Regions from separate parts of the Zea mays genome. Here all the other regions are linked to region 3. A link is a contact called in public Hi-C data. All regions are on one chromosome and are shown on one strand. Each heading gives the region's core, a stretch centred on a gene start, on an enhancer-like site or on the middle of the called end of the contact. The rest is flanking DNA. Distances are from core to core; before and after follow the strand shown. Region 1 holds the start of LOC111591128. Region 2 has its middle 53 kb from the start of LOC109944812. Region 3 has its middle 99 kb from the start of LOC103650072. Region 4 has its middle 7.7 kb from the start of LOC109944812.

Region 1 (2,700 bases), core at 25-2,524, 140 kb before region 3:
GGTGGCCGCGGCCAGCGGCCCGGGGGGGAGGATAGAGGAGCAGCCAAGGGGGCCCCGCGGAACACGTGTGCGGGGCCCGTGCGACAAGTGTTGCGTCGCGGGCAGGCCCACGCGGTGTGGGGTGACTTGGTGCACCCAGCTCACGACGATGCATGCATAATACTCCAGCAGTACCTGCCTGGCCAGATGTACCGGGACCGTGTGAGGCCGACGTGGCGGGGCCACCAGGAAGCCGGCCACATGGCTCGACGGGTAGCCCAAGAGGCATGCGTACCGCGCGCGGTGGGCCCGCCCCCTTCGTGTGCCGTGTTGCTCTACTGTGCCGAAACGGGAACCGTCCCGGCCGGTGGTCGGTTTCATTTGTACAAGTGGAGACGAGACGGTCACGGACCTGACGCTCCGGATGGGATCGCTTTCGTATCCGGCACACTGCGACTGTGTGAAACTGTGGCCTGAGATGTCTCGCTTGGAATGCATGTGGTTTTCGTCACAGAATCAAAGGACATGACTTTTTTTTCCTTGTTATTATTACTACAAGCAATTTCACAAAAAACCTGGCGAAAAATCGTATCGTTTTCTCGCGATTTTTTTTCCTGAGCGTAATTCCAGGAGCCCGTGAGCCTTCTTCCTTCCTTTTTTTTTCCCCCTTTGGCTTTGGAACCCCGAGAGGCGAAGAGCCCGTGAACTATAGACTCTCGAGTCTCGACAGGCCTCTCTCTCTACTTGCAGGTGCATGTGGCGTGGCGAGGCGAAACCGCTTTATGCCCAGGACAGGGGCTCATATTCCGGTAGCGGCCGGAGTAAAAACTCCGGCGGAGATGCCGTGCGGCGTGGATCGAAGGACCGGACGTCAGCCAAAGCTCCCGCCGGTGTTTTCCGCGTGAACAGCGTTGAGAAGCAAGCGACGAGAGCTAGCAGAGAGAAAAGAGATCCTTTGTTTTGTGTTTGTGTGTGTGTGTGACGAAAGAGTCTCATCCCGGCCGCGCAAGCAAAAACCGCTAATCCTTTGGTTCCAAGTAAAAGCCAGATGGTCCGTTACTTGCAGGACAGTACAACTGGACAGCTAGCCTAATAATCCCTTACGGAGCACAGCAAGTTCATTTTCTAGCGTCATGGAATGGAAGTATACGGGATCGGATCCTATCTTACCAGTCCAGCAGACAAGGGGAATTGGTCCAGCTGGAGCTGGAAGGAGCGAGGAGGAGAAGGATCCAATCCAAGAAGAAATGAAGGAACGATACGAAAGGGGAGGTTTGAAGCAAGTTCGGTGTGCCACGCACCTCGTGCAAGCGGACGACATTCGGGTGCTTGAGCAGCTTGAGCGTCCCGATCTCCCTCCTGATCTGCAAACAGCGCCAGCGCAAAGCGAAATGGACGAAGAAGCCGCCGTCAGCATGCTCGGCGGACCGGACCGGACTGGAATCTGAAACGGCTAGCGCGCGGCGGCGAAACACGTGTGTGGCATGCCCAACCTGGTCGTCGATGCGGAGGGAGAGGATCTTGCTGCGGTCGAGGATCTTGATGGCGAAGTGGCCGCCGCTGGCGATGTGGCGCGCGTACTTCACCTTGCCGAAGTTGCCCTCGCCGAGGGTCCGCCCGATCTCATACCTCCCCAGCAGCGACGCCCGCGTGCACTCCGCGTCCGCCCGCCGCTCGCCGTTCACCATTCACAAACGCGCGGCCGAGAGGGCTCGCTCGTGTGTGACCGGACACGGCCCCGCCTTGCTCCGTCGATCCCTCTTTCTCTCTGTCTGTCTGTCTTCGCAGCTCTGGAATGGATGAGGCAGCAAGGGAGGGAGGTGGAAGGAGAGGGTGGAAGGGGGCGGGGTACTTATAGCTCCTGCCTGCTCTTCTTCTAGCCTCATCACAGTCGTCTACTCGTCTACCCTTCTCCTCTTCCCTTGTCTCTTGTGTGGCAGGCAGCCCTGCCCTTTCGCTTGCTTGCTTGCTTGCGCTCCGTCGCCTCAGCCTCAGATTCCGTGAGATGTAACCCGGATGGGCAACTGGTAAACGCACACGCAAAAGCCTCTGCTCTGTCCACGATTATATTACTATTAAACAAAACAAATGGGACAAATCCACGCGGCCTTGCTGCTGCTACGTCCACCAGGCCTCCGCGTAGCAGCCAGGTCAATGAACGCTCCCCTCAGTTTGATCCTCTTAGCTAGCTCTATGTTCATTGCTGATAACGCGAATCAAATTCACCAGTTCCGCTAGGCAGTCAGAGAGAAATAGCGAGATTGCTTGGCCGAGTGGCTATAAACTCTTGACACAGATATACATACTAGTCGGTTGCCCGTACTGTCCGTAAACTATCCACCAAACAGATCTTAAATTTTTTTATTGATTGTCTTCACTCTTCGCATAATATTTTTTTTATTTGACTAACTGATATTGTTGTTTACTCCATGTCTCCATCTAATATGTCTCGGTACAACACGGCTAATGAAGAGAGCGATTAGAAAAGAGTTCACAACGACTGACTGAACGAACAGAAAATATAGAATGGCATAATTTCACCATATATAGACCAAATAAGATGAAATTTGTGAGCTCAAGTTTCTAAGTCACATGAACTCAAACTTATAAAAAAGATAGATTAAAATATTGAGTGGTTGCTAAAGTCGGGCATCAATAAAAATTGGATGCGCTCTATACAAATTATGGTACTTCGTAGCAATTAGTAACGTTTAAAACAAA
Region 2 (2,700 bases), core at 71-2,570, 210 kb after region 3:
CCGAGTGCGAAGACCACAACACTCAGCAAAGAAGCAACTTTTGCCGAGTTCCTTCTAATGCTCTCGGCAAAGGAACTGACAAAGGGGCCTGGTGGCGATCTCATTATCGAGTGCTAGTCCGGCGGACACTCGGCAAAGAGGAAAACTCTTTGCTGAGTGTTACCTAATACGCTCGGCAAAGGGATACTCTTTGCCGAGTGTCAGTATAGTGTACGCTCGGCAAAGGTTTTGTTGCCGTTATCGGTCGCCGTCACAGCGACTTTTCTTTGCCGAGTACAGAGTGACTTTGCCGAGTGTCCGATAAAAAGTACCCGGTAAAGAAGTCGTTGCCGATGTATAGTTCGCTGAGCTTCACACTCGGCAAAGTTTTCGCTGAGTGTTTTTTAGGCTTTAGACACTCGGCAAAGTTGTTTTCGGTAGTGTATCTATATATATCGATGCATATATATGCTTATAGACCTTACTGTTGTTACCGTATATTTATAGCTTTGCAAAGCCGTATCTATCAAGAGTAAACAATAGCATTATCTTCAATTTATTGCAGGTCGGCTGATATCCTAGTAAATATAAAATGATGTCTGATAAGACATTTTTTGAGCACGCTAGCTGTACTGACTTTCAATATCAACTCTTTATTACCGATATGGCTAGTCACACGGAAGAGGCTACTCACAATGCCTGTTGATAGACTAGTGGAGTGTAACAAAGATATGGATGGGAGACTTTACAAATAGGCTATGCATAGCCAACACATGCACGTGTCTTCGAAAGATTTCATTGGTTTTTTTGTTTGAGTGTCACGTCTATGTAATTTCTTTTCTGTGACTATTCGACAAAAGCTCTTTTGTTTTTTTAATCATGCTGACATAATTGATTATCTTAGAGCATCTCGAACAAACTACATAAATTTGAGTAAAAAAAAAGAAAGAAAAAAAAACTCGAACACACGAAATCTATTGGCGGCCTCCCAAACCCCCTTTCCCCCGCTATTTAATTTGAATAGTACTGGTGGTGGTCCACGTGTCCTTGTGAACAAACATTATATGCATTATGAAGGAAGGATTCACCTTGGTAAAACGTAGATTGTGATTCTTTTTCTCGGTTAATTATTTGTAGCAGAATTTGCTTTTCTGTGAACCATCTTGCTCCGTGTAGGAGGGAGGAAGTGGCGTGAATTATCTTTTTCGATGGAACTGTGGGTTACTACGTAAATTTTGGGCCGTAAAATGGGCCGGGAAAGAGACTGGCCGCAGAGCCGAGGCCGACAGACAGGGCCCAAGTGTATCTGTGTATGTGTCTCCAGCGGGCCGTATTCATTCTTGGGCAGATGCCGTGCTTTCCGTCCACTCCATCGAGCCTCGTCCCAACTATAGCGTCTACACGCTCCGACACCAGGAAGTCTCTCAGCGTCTGTCGGCCCAGCGTGCGCACGTCCGGCCCAGAATGGCTTTGTAACAAGTGAGCGCATGCGCGTGCGTTAAAAGGACAATTGCCGAGGCTGGCATGGCCTGGCATACTCCGGATCCTCTTCTCCAAATTCGATTCAGGGTATATTGACTTTATCTAAACATTTATTTGATTGTCTGTATATCTTGAACATGAGCTGCATGAGTGGATGCAAAATAAATTATTTTGAGGTCTTTTGGTTGTATCCACTCATACGCCAAAAATACTCGTTTTCGGTCAGTCTAGATCGGGCGAGCGTGGGTGCGCTCGTCCAGATAACCAATCAGCCCGAACACACAAACACCCCCCACCCATTTCTTCTCTATACAAAATAATCGATGCTGGATGGACTATACGGTCTGATTGGTTGATGTACTAGGCTAGCCTGAGCCGAGCCAGGATAAACAACACCGAGTTAAACTTATACAAGACACACTTGTTTGGTTGTTAATTTACATGAACTCATGCAGACTAATTATAGACTTTATTTGATTGCTTGTACTGAGTGTATTAGACAAGAGTCCATAAATAAATTTTCAAATATTATATAGTATAAATTTAAAAACATAAATATAAAATTAGTTTGGTGATTAAATCTCTTAATTAATAGTTATTAATGAAAAAACAAACCAAAATAGCATTTCATGTACCGGCGTGCCTGCATGCGGCTGGCATGTATGTGTTAAGTAACCCTAGTTAGGGTTATGTGGGCAAATAACTGTTTTGCCCTCTAGGGGTCTCACATCTTTATATAAGGAACCTGTACCCCCCTAATAATACAGAGAAGAGAAAGAGGACAGAGGCCCAACCCTATATCATGTGTCTCGTGTGTTACTCTGTCGTGCTTCTGAAAAGGGGGACGGGTTCTCTACAGCTTCTCGCGCCTCTACTGCTGACGGGAGGGAAGGGAGCGGATCTGGTGATCTGTGGTAACGTAGTTCTCAACACGTTATCAGCACGCTCTACCTCGACGTTGCTGCGGGATTGGATCTGTATCAACTCTCCGTCAATCCGGTAGGTCTCCGGCCTAGCCGAACTGTCGTACATAACAGGCTTCGATTCCTCTACACAATCGAATGGCATGTCCTTCTAATTACATTGGATCTGCTTGTTCGTTGGAGAAGAACCTGCAATTGCAGTGCTGGTATGCGATCCGTGATTAGAGCCGAGTGCATGCGGTAGTTGGGCGCAAGTGTTGTTGTTTTTCACGGATTAAAAAGTGAAATAAAAGTATGCATGCGATGGTTAGAGATT
Region 3 (2,700 bases), core at 197-2,696:
GCTCTGCCTCAAGGAACGGCCGGCTAGGCTCGATTAGCCATGTCATCAGCGGCTTGATTAACCGGCATCATTAGTTGTTGATTTTGGACGCGTGTCGTGCATCGAAACGGTGCCGCAGATTGACGTCGTGCGTCAGCGGTGCATAGAATTTTATTCCTAATTTAATCACCGCTGGTTGTGGAATAAACCGACGAGAATTAATTTAGCCGACGGGGATCTTGAGGATTCCTATTGTGTTTGTTCTTCTTTTTTTCAAACACAACCGTCACCCAGCTAAGAATTTTAAAACTAAACTACTACTAGCGTTTCAAGAAACACATACGTACTTAAAACTTTTTCTAGAAAACTACCACATTCTAATATTAACCCAACGATATAGATGGATATTACATGGAACGACAAATAATGACGTATATGTAGAGCTGCCTCATGAGTCTTCCTACTCATGCTTGATGGTTGCTTTAGGCGGATCCCACCACGTTTGCAGCTCATAATAATCCTGCTTGCTCTTCAAACATATCTCGGAAAACGAGATAGGGATGCCATTGCAGGGCGGGCGGGCGGCCCTCGGCACGGAGAAACTGACGAGAGTTGCGACGTAAAAAACGGCCGCTGCTATTCGCATGCATGTCGCCGTGGCGGGCCAGGACCAGTGGACCACGACAGGATGTATAACCCGGCCGGGGGTGTCTGTCCATTCACGCAAGGATGGCAAGCGCGCTCGGCAGGGACATGGCAAGGATGGCAGGTAGCGGCGGCATGGAATCAGTCAGGCGGGCCTACACCTTCATGTACATGACGGCTTGCCTCTCCGCCTGTTTCTTGCTCGTAACCATGGTCGGCTCCAATCATTGGCGGTCTCCGTTCCCTCCCCCGGGCCGCACCGCCCCCAGAAGCCACCCACACCCTCCTCCCTCGTCCCCTCCCTCCTGCCTGACCAGTGATCAGCGTCAGCCAGCGGGCGAGCGAGCCTGAACCCGACCAATAATACGGTGCAGTACCGTGTGGGCGTGCTTGTGACATCATGTACGTGGACGGGCTGGGCACAGGGAAAGGCCGGGTCCGGGTCCGGGTCGGGGTCGGGGTCCCTCCCCGACCTCCAGCTCCGCGACGCCGACGTGGCGACCGCGACTAACCACCGCCACGAATGAAGAAATTACTCACTGCACTCCATCCTCCCGCAGCGAAGGCCGCGCGCGAGATCTGATGTTGCTGCTGCTGGTGGCCACAAATATCCAAAAGCCGCAGGGTCCACACAAGCGTCCGGCTGATACCGTCCCTGCCGCGAGGGACACGTGCATGGGGACGCTCGCTTCGCTCGGCTCTCTCGCTCCTGGCCGCGCGCGTGTTCGGTGCCGGGCTGCCAGCCGGTGCATGGCAGACGGAGACCGCGCGCGCGGCACCGGACGACGGGGACGGGACGGTGCAACAGCGCAGCACGGGGAGACGACGCGCGGCACCGGACGACGGTGGCCCCGGGCGCGCGAGCGGCCAAAGGCCCATCCATCTGTCTTGGCCCTGGCCGCGCGCTGGGTGAGACGACGGCGCCGGCCGTGTCCGTGCGTGTGCGACCGTGTGCGGGTGGAACGGATCTCGTGAGTCGTGGCCTTGTCCTGTGCTCCTGTCCCTTGGCGAGCCGCAAAAGATCTTGCTTCGGCTGCATACATTTATGGACAGGAGAAGCTTCTCGCCGGCCGGCGATAGGGACCCGCCGAGATATATCGATGGATATGGCGGCGCCCCCGGTCCACAGGAAATCAGTAGTAATAACAGAGAATCACAACTGGCGTCCTGCGTCGCGTTCGCGGGCACGCATATCGATCATCAGGTTTATCCCCTGCAGACCAGCTGACAGACGCGAGCGACGCGAGGCTCAAACTTCTCGACAAATCAAAGGATAGGTTTTGGTAGCGGCGTAGGCGCGCGCAACTGCACACCTTGCTTGCATGCATGCACGTCTCGTTTCGCTCACGGACACGGTCATGGCAAATGTATATGCGCGTTTCATTGTTGTGTGTGACCGTCGTCGCCGGACGTGTACGTCGTCCAACTGATGTCATATACTTGCATCACCGCTCTCTCCCTCGTTTCACTCGTTTGTGAATCGTGATTCACGCTAGCTAGCTACAGTATACCTCTCAATGACATCGACAGAAGTGCAGAATCGACGCATGTCTCACATGCATGCATGCTTGCTACTGTGCTGTGCTCCTCTCTCCACGCATGCATATGTACAGCTTGTTTTTGTTAAAGTTTTGCAGTGCTCAGTGGTAAAGAGAGTAGAGGAAGAGAGATAAATGACAAAACTGTTGTTTATTGCAGAGAGAGTAGTGCTTATATACATATGTATATAGGATTCCCAAGGAGTGTGACCCTTGGATAATAACTGTCACAATGGATGGGTGGATGGACTTGATCACAGTACAATATTTTGTAACACTCCCACTTAATCAACCCAAATCCATTTGATCATCTGCAAGCCGTCTTCCAATATATCATCTCCTCAAAAACCCTGTGGGAAAAATAAGGAGTACACAATGTCTTTTGGATAATGAGAATAATCTCACTCGAACTCCAAAAGAAAATATGCTTGTAATCATCATGCATAAAAACTCCTGTGGGGAAAAATTCAATGATGAAGCATATAGCTTAGTTGATATTAGCTCATTAAAAACTTTGGATGAGAAAACTTCAGCAAGG
Region 4 (2,702 bases), core at 80-2,579, 150 kb after region 3:
ATGAACACAAGAACACGCAAGAGTTTAGAGTGGTTTGGGCCACCGGAGCGTTATACCCTACTCCACTGTGTGTTATATTGCTTGAGAGCTTGAGTTGTCTTGGATGACTTGGGTCTAAGCCTAAAGATTGAGCTTGTGTTGTAACGTCGCATGCCTCCCCTTTTATAGCTAAAGGGGGACATGTACAAGAGTATTGAGCCCCGACATGTGGGCCCAGGAACACGGCGGATGTAGCTACTAATACTTGCTGCTGGAGCGATCTTCTTGCGCCCTGACACCCAAGATCTGTATAGCCTCGGCGTGCAGGGGGAAGCTTCTCGTATAAGGGATGAGTACAGTGCACCGCGCAGCACGGGCACACTGTTCCGGCAACGGACTGGACATGTGCGCCGTCTGCAGGGTGGCCCTGGCGCCGCCTGCCAGTGGAATGGATAGGACGCAATAAATGCCGTGGGGGCACATCGCCTGTCAGAAGGGTGACAGGCGGCGTGTCCTCTCCGCAATAAATGCGAGGGCCGCGCGGCCCAGAGCCCTTACGTCATGCTTCGCTCGCTGGCCTACGTCACAGACAATAAGCCATGTGGCAGCATTAGACCCTCGACCGAGTGGGGAGCGGAGGTGCTCCGGATAGAGTCTGGACACGCGTCAATACCGGACCCATGCCTAGGTCACGACACTTCCTTTCCTGGGACCTTGTCATGGGTGGTCCGGAGCTCACTTGGTAGGGTACGAACCCTATCCAACGGCTCTGGGCTGCTTTACTTCGGGGGTCCGGGTTGTGCGTACAGGGGTCCTGTGTCCTCTGGGCCCGATGGCGTTGTCTCCGATAATGCCACCTCAACCGCTCACGAGATACTCCTGGAGCTGTTCTCCGCGCGGCTAAGGGTAGCCGCACAGACATCGTGTCTTCATACCGTAGCAAGGGGTTGCCCTAATCTAGGGTACCGACAGGTCCTTTAAATTTAGAGAACGCTGGTAGATTCTCTATATATGGAGTTTCTCTCTCCTCTACTCTATCCATTTAATACTTTAAACAATAGATTTAACAAAACTAAAATACGTACAAAACATTTGAGAGTATTATACAAATACGTATGTATAAAAAGTAAAAATAAAATATGTCTCTCTTATAGGTATTTATGTATAAAGTACAAGATATAGTGAATGTTGTTAGAGAGGAAGAAGATATAAAGGAGAGAATCTTTTAGAGGAGGTTGTAAAACTTAGATATAGAGGATGAATATAGAGGAAGTTGATGGAGTCACCAAGTCTGGTCTGGACTGGCAATTGGCATGTAGCCGTTGATTTGCAGGTAGCGGGGGGCACGTGCATGCCCGCGTGGGGACATACGCATTTAAACACGTACTATTGTCTCTGGAGCATCAGACCATTATTGTTATCATATATTATTATTGTTACTATACGTTTCACGTGAAAATGACAGCCGCGCGTGCCACACACACATTGCATCATGATACATCGACGATTCTGTTTATGCATTGCTGGAACGAACCCCGCCGGCCGCCAGGCGCTCCAGCCTCCTCCCGGCCCATTATAATCGATCACTTTCCGATATTATTGTTTCGCAAGTTATATTCAAAAGTCGACGTATGTACCGGCGCATCGGACGGCGCCGAACCCTGTCACGGAATTTGGCTTCAACTCTGCTGGGGACTGGGGTCCTGTTGTCCTGTCCTGTGTCTGTGTGTGCACATCGTTCCCTGCAGGTCGGGTCCGAGTTTTGGCTGGGGAGGCCTTCAATACCGAACATACCGTGCAGGTGCAGGCCTCGTCCTCGTGGGACGCGTGCGTGCAGTGCAGCACCAACCGACCGATGTCCTTGCAACCACCGGACCGGACCCACACATGCACACACGATCTCGGCACACACACATGACACATGCACTACCGGGCCATATATCCTGCACGTACCTTCGTTCCCCGGCCGATCACCGTCGTCGATCGCTTTCCTTGCACGAACAAAAGGCTGGCCGTGTTTGGACTAGAGTGTGCAGTCAGTTGACTGCTGGTAGCTGCTTAATTGAACCAACGTGACGAGAGAGAGGGATCGTGCACTCATGACTCATCGACGATCCACTGATTCTCGTTTGGTACACAGAATACAGGCCAGCCGTGTGTAGTGTAGGTTGATCCATCATCAATAATGCATGGACGTCGCTCTCTAGCTAGCACATGGCCTTAGCTGCTTTTTAAGCTTGCATTGTCCGCTACTCCGGTCCCATGCCTGCCGTGATAATTGACCAAGTATTTTGGATATGTTTGCATCCACTAAAAATTAACAGTTAAAATTAATATTAGTGATATGATTGTTACCCCGTTTGTTCCGAATTATAATCTGTCTAGATTAATAACCCAACATAAATAATGTGGCTAGTAAACAAACAACCAAATTATATGTCTAGATTATATAATCTATACCCCGGATTATGATAGCCTCATAATCTTCTCAAGAGGACATTATTTGAGATTATTTTTAGGCAAAAAAAACCCACTACCCATAATTATGGTGTTAAAATTACACCAATTGACATTCTTCTTTTCTCCTCCCAAATCACACGCAACAAGGGCATAGGCAACCAAACAGCTATGTATAGAATATTATTTCGATAAATTATAATCTGGATTAGATAACTCTAATTATAATCTAGATTATATAATCTATAAGATGAAATAAATTTGTT

What was found. Hi-C and Micro-C count contacts between places; a contact is called where the count stands out from the background.
Region 1: a Hi-C map of leaf shows a contact between it and region 3, with 7 times the contacts expected there. The contact joins the promoter of LOC111591128 here to the enhancer-like site in region 3. A contact is called at or near these places in 9 of 25 Hi-C or Micro-C datasets (bundle sheath, ear, endosperm and 4 more) and 2 of 3 datasets of contacts at active chromatin or transcription factors (leaf and seedling).
Region 2: a Hi-C map of endosperm shows a contact between it and region 3, with 2.0 times the contacts expected there. The contact joins two enhancer-like sites. A contact is called at or near these places in 2 of 25 Hi-C or Micro-C datasets (ear and endosperm).
Region 4: a contact with region 3 is called in a Hi-C map of bundle sheath, with 4 times the contacts expected there. The contact joins two enhancer-like sites. A contact is called at or near these places in 5 of 25 Hi-C or Micro-C datasets (bundle sheath, ear, endosperm and 1 more).

The regions. Positions count from the first base shown.
Region 1 is chr3:51,082,166-51,084,865 of Zm-B73-REFERENCE-NAM-5.0, reverse strand. LOC111591128 reads right to left here and starts at 1,274. Exons shown (of 1, transcript XM_023301969.1): 1 at 1-1,274. The coding sequence starts at 477. LOC100037796 (protein kinase-like) reads right to left here and starts at 2,184. Exons shown (of 13, transcript NM_001112497.2): 1 at 1,473-2,184; 2 at 1,281-1,343. The coding sequence starts at 1,667.
Region 2 is chr3:50,732,376-50,735,075 of Zm-B73-REFERENCE-NAM-5.0, reverse strand. No RefSeq gene overlaps it. Among protein-coding and RNA genes, the nearest start is that of LOC109944812, 53 kb to the left of the region's middle. Within about 2 kb of position 1,320, at least 17 of the 20 cell types and tissues checked have an H3K27ac peak or open chromatin away from gene starts, as enhancers often do. A contact at or near this core is called in ear and endosperm, where this site is marked.
Region 3 is chr3:50,943,112-50,945,811 of Zm-B73-REFERENCE-NAM-5.0, reverse strand. No RefSeq gene overlaps it. Among protein-coding and RNA genes, the nearest start is that of LOC103650072, 99 kb to the left of the region's middle. Within about 2 kb of position 1,446, at least 19 of the 20 cell types and tissues checked have an H3K27ac peak or open chromatin away from gene starts, as enhancers often do. A contact at or near this core is called in bundle sheath, ear, endosperm and 4 more, where this site is marked.
Region 4 is chr3:50,793,603-50,796,304 of Zm-B73-REFERENCE-NAM-5.0, reverse strand. No RefSeq gene overlaps it. Among protein-coding and RNA genes, the nearest start is that of LOC109944812, 7.7 kb to the right of the region's middle. Within about 2 kb of position 1,329, at least 19 of the 20 cell types and tissues checked have an H3K27ac peak or open chromatin away from gene starts, as enhancers often do. A contact at or near this core is called in bundle sheath, ear, endosperm and 1 more, where this site is marked.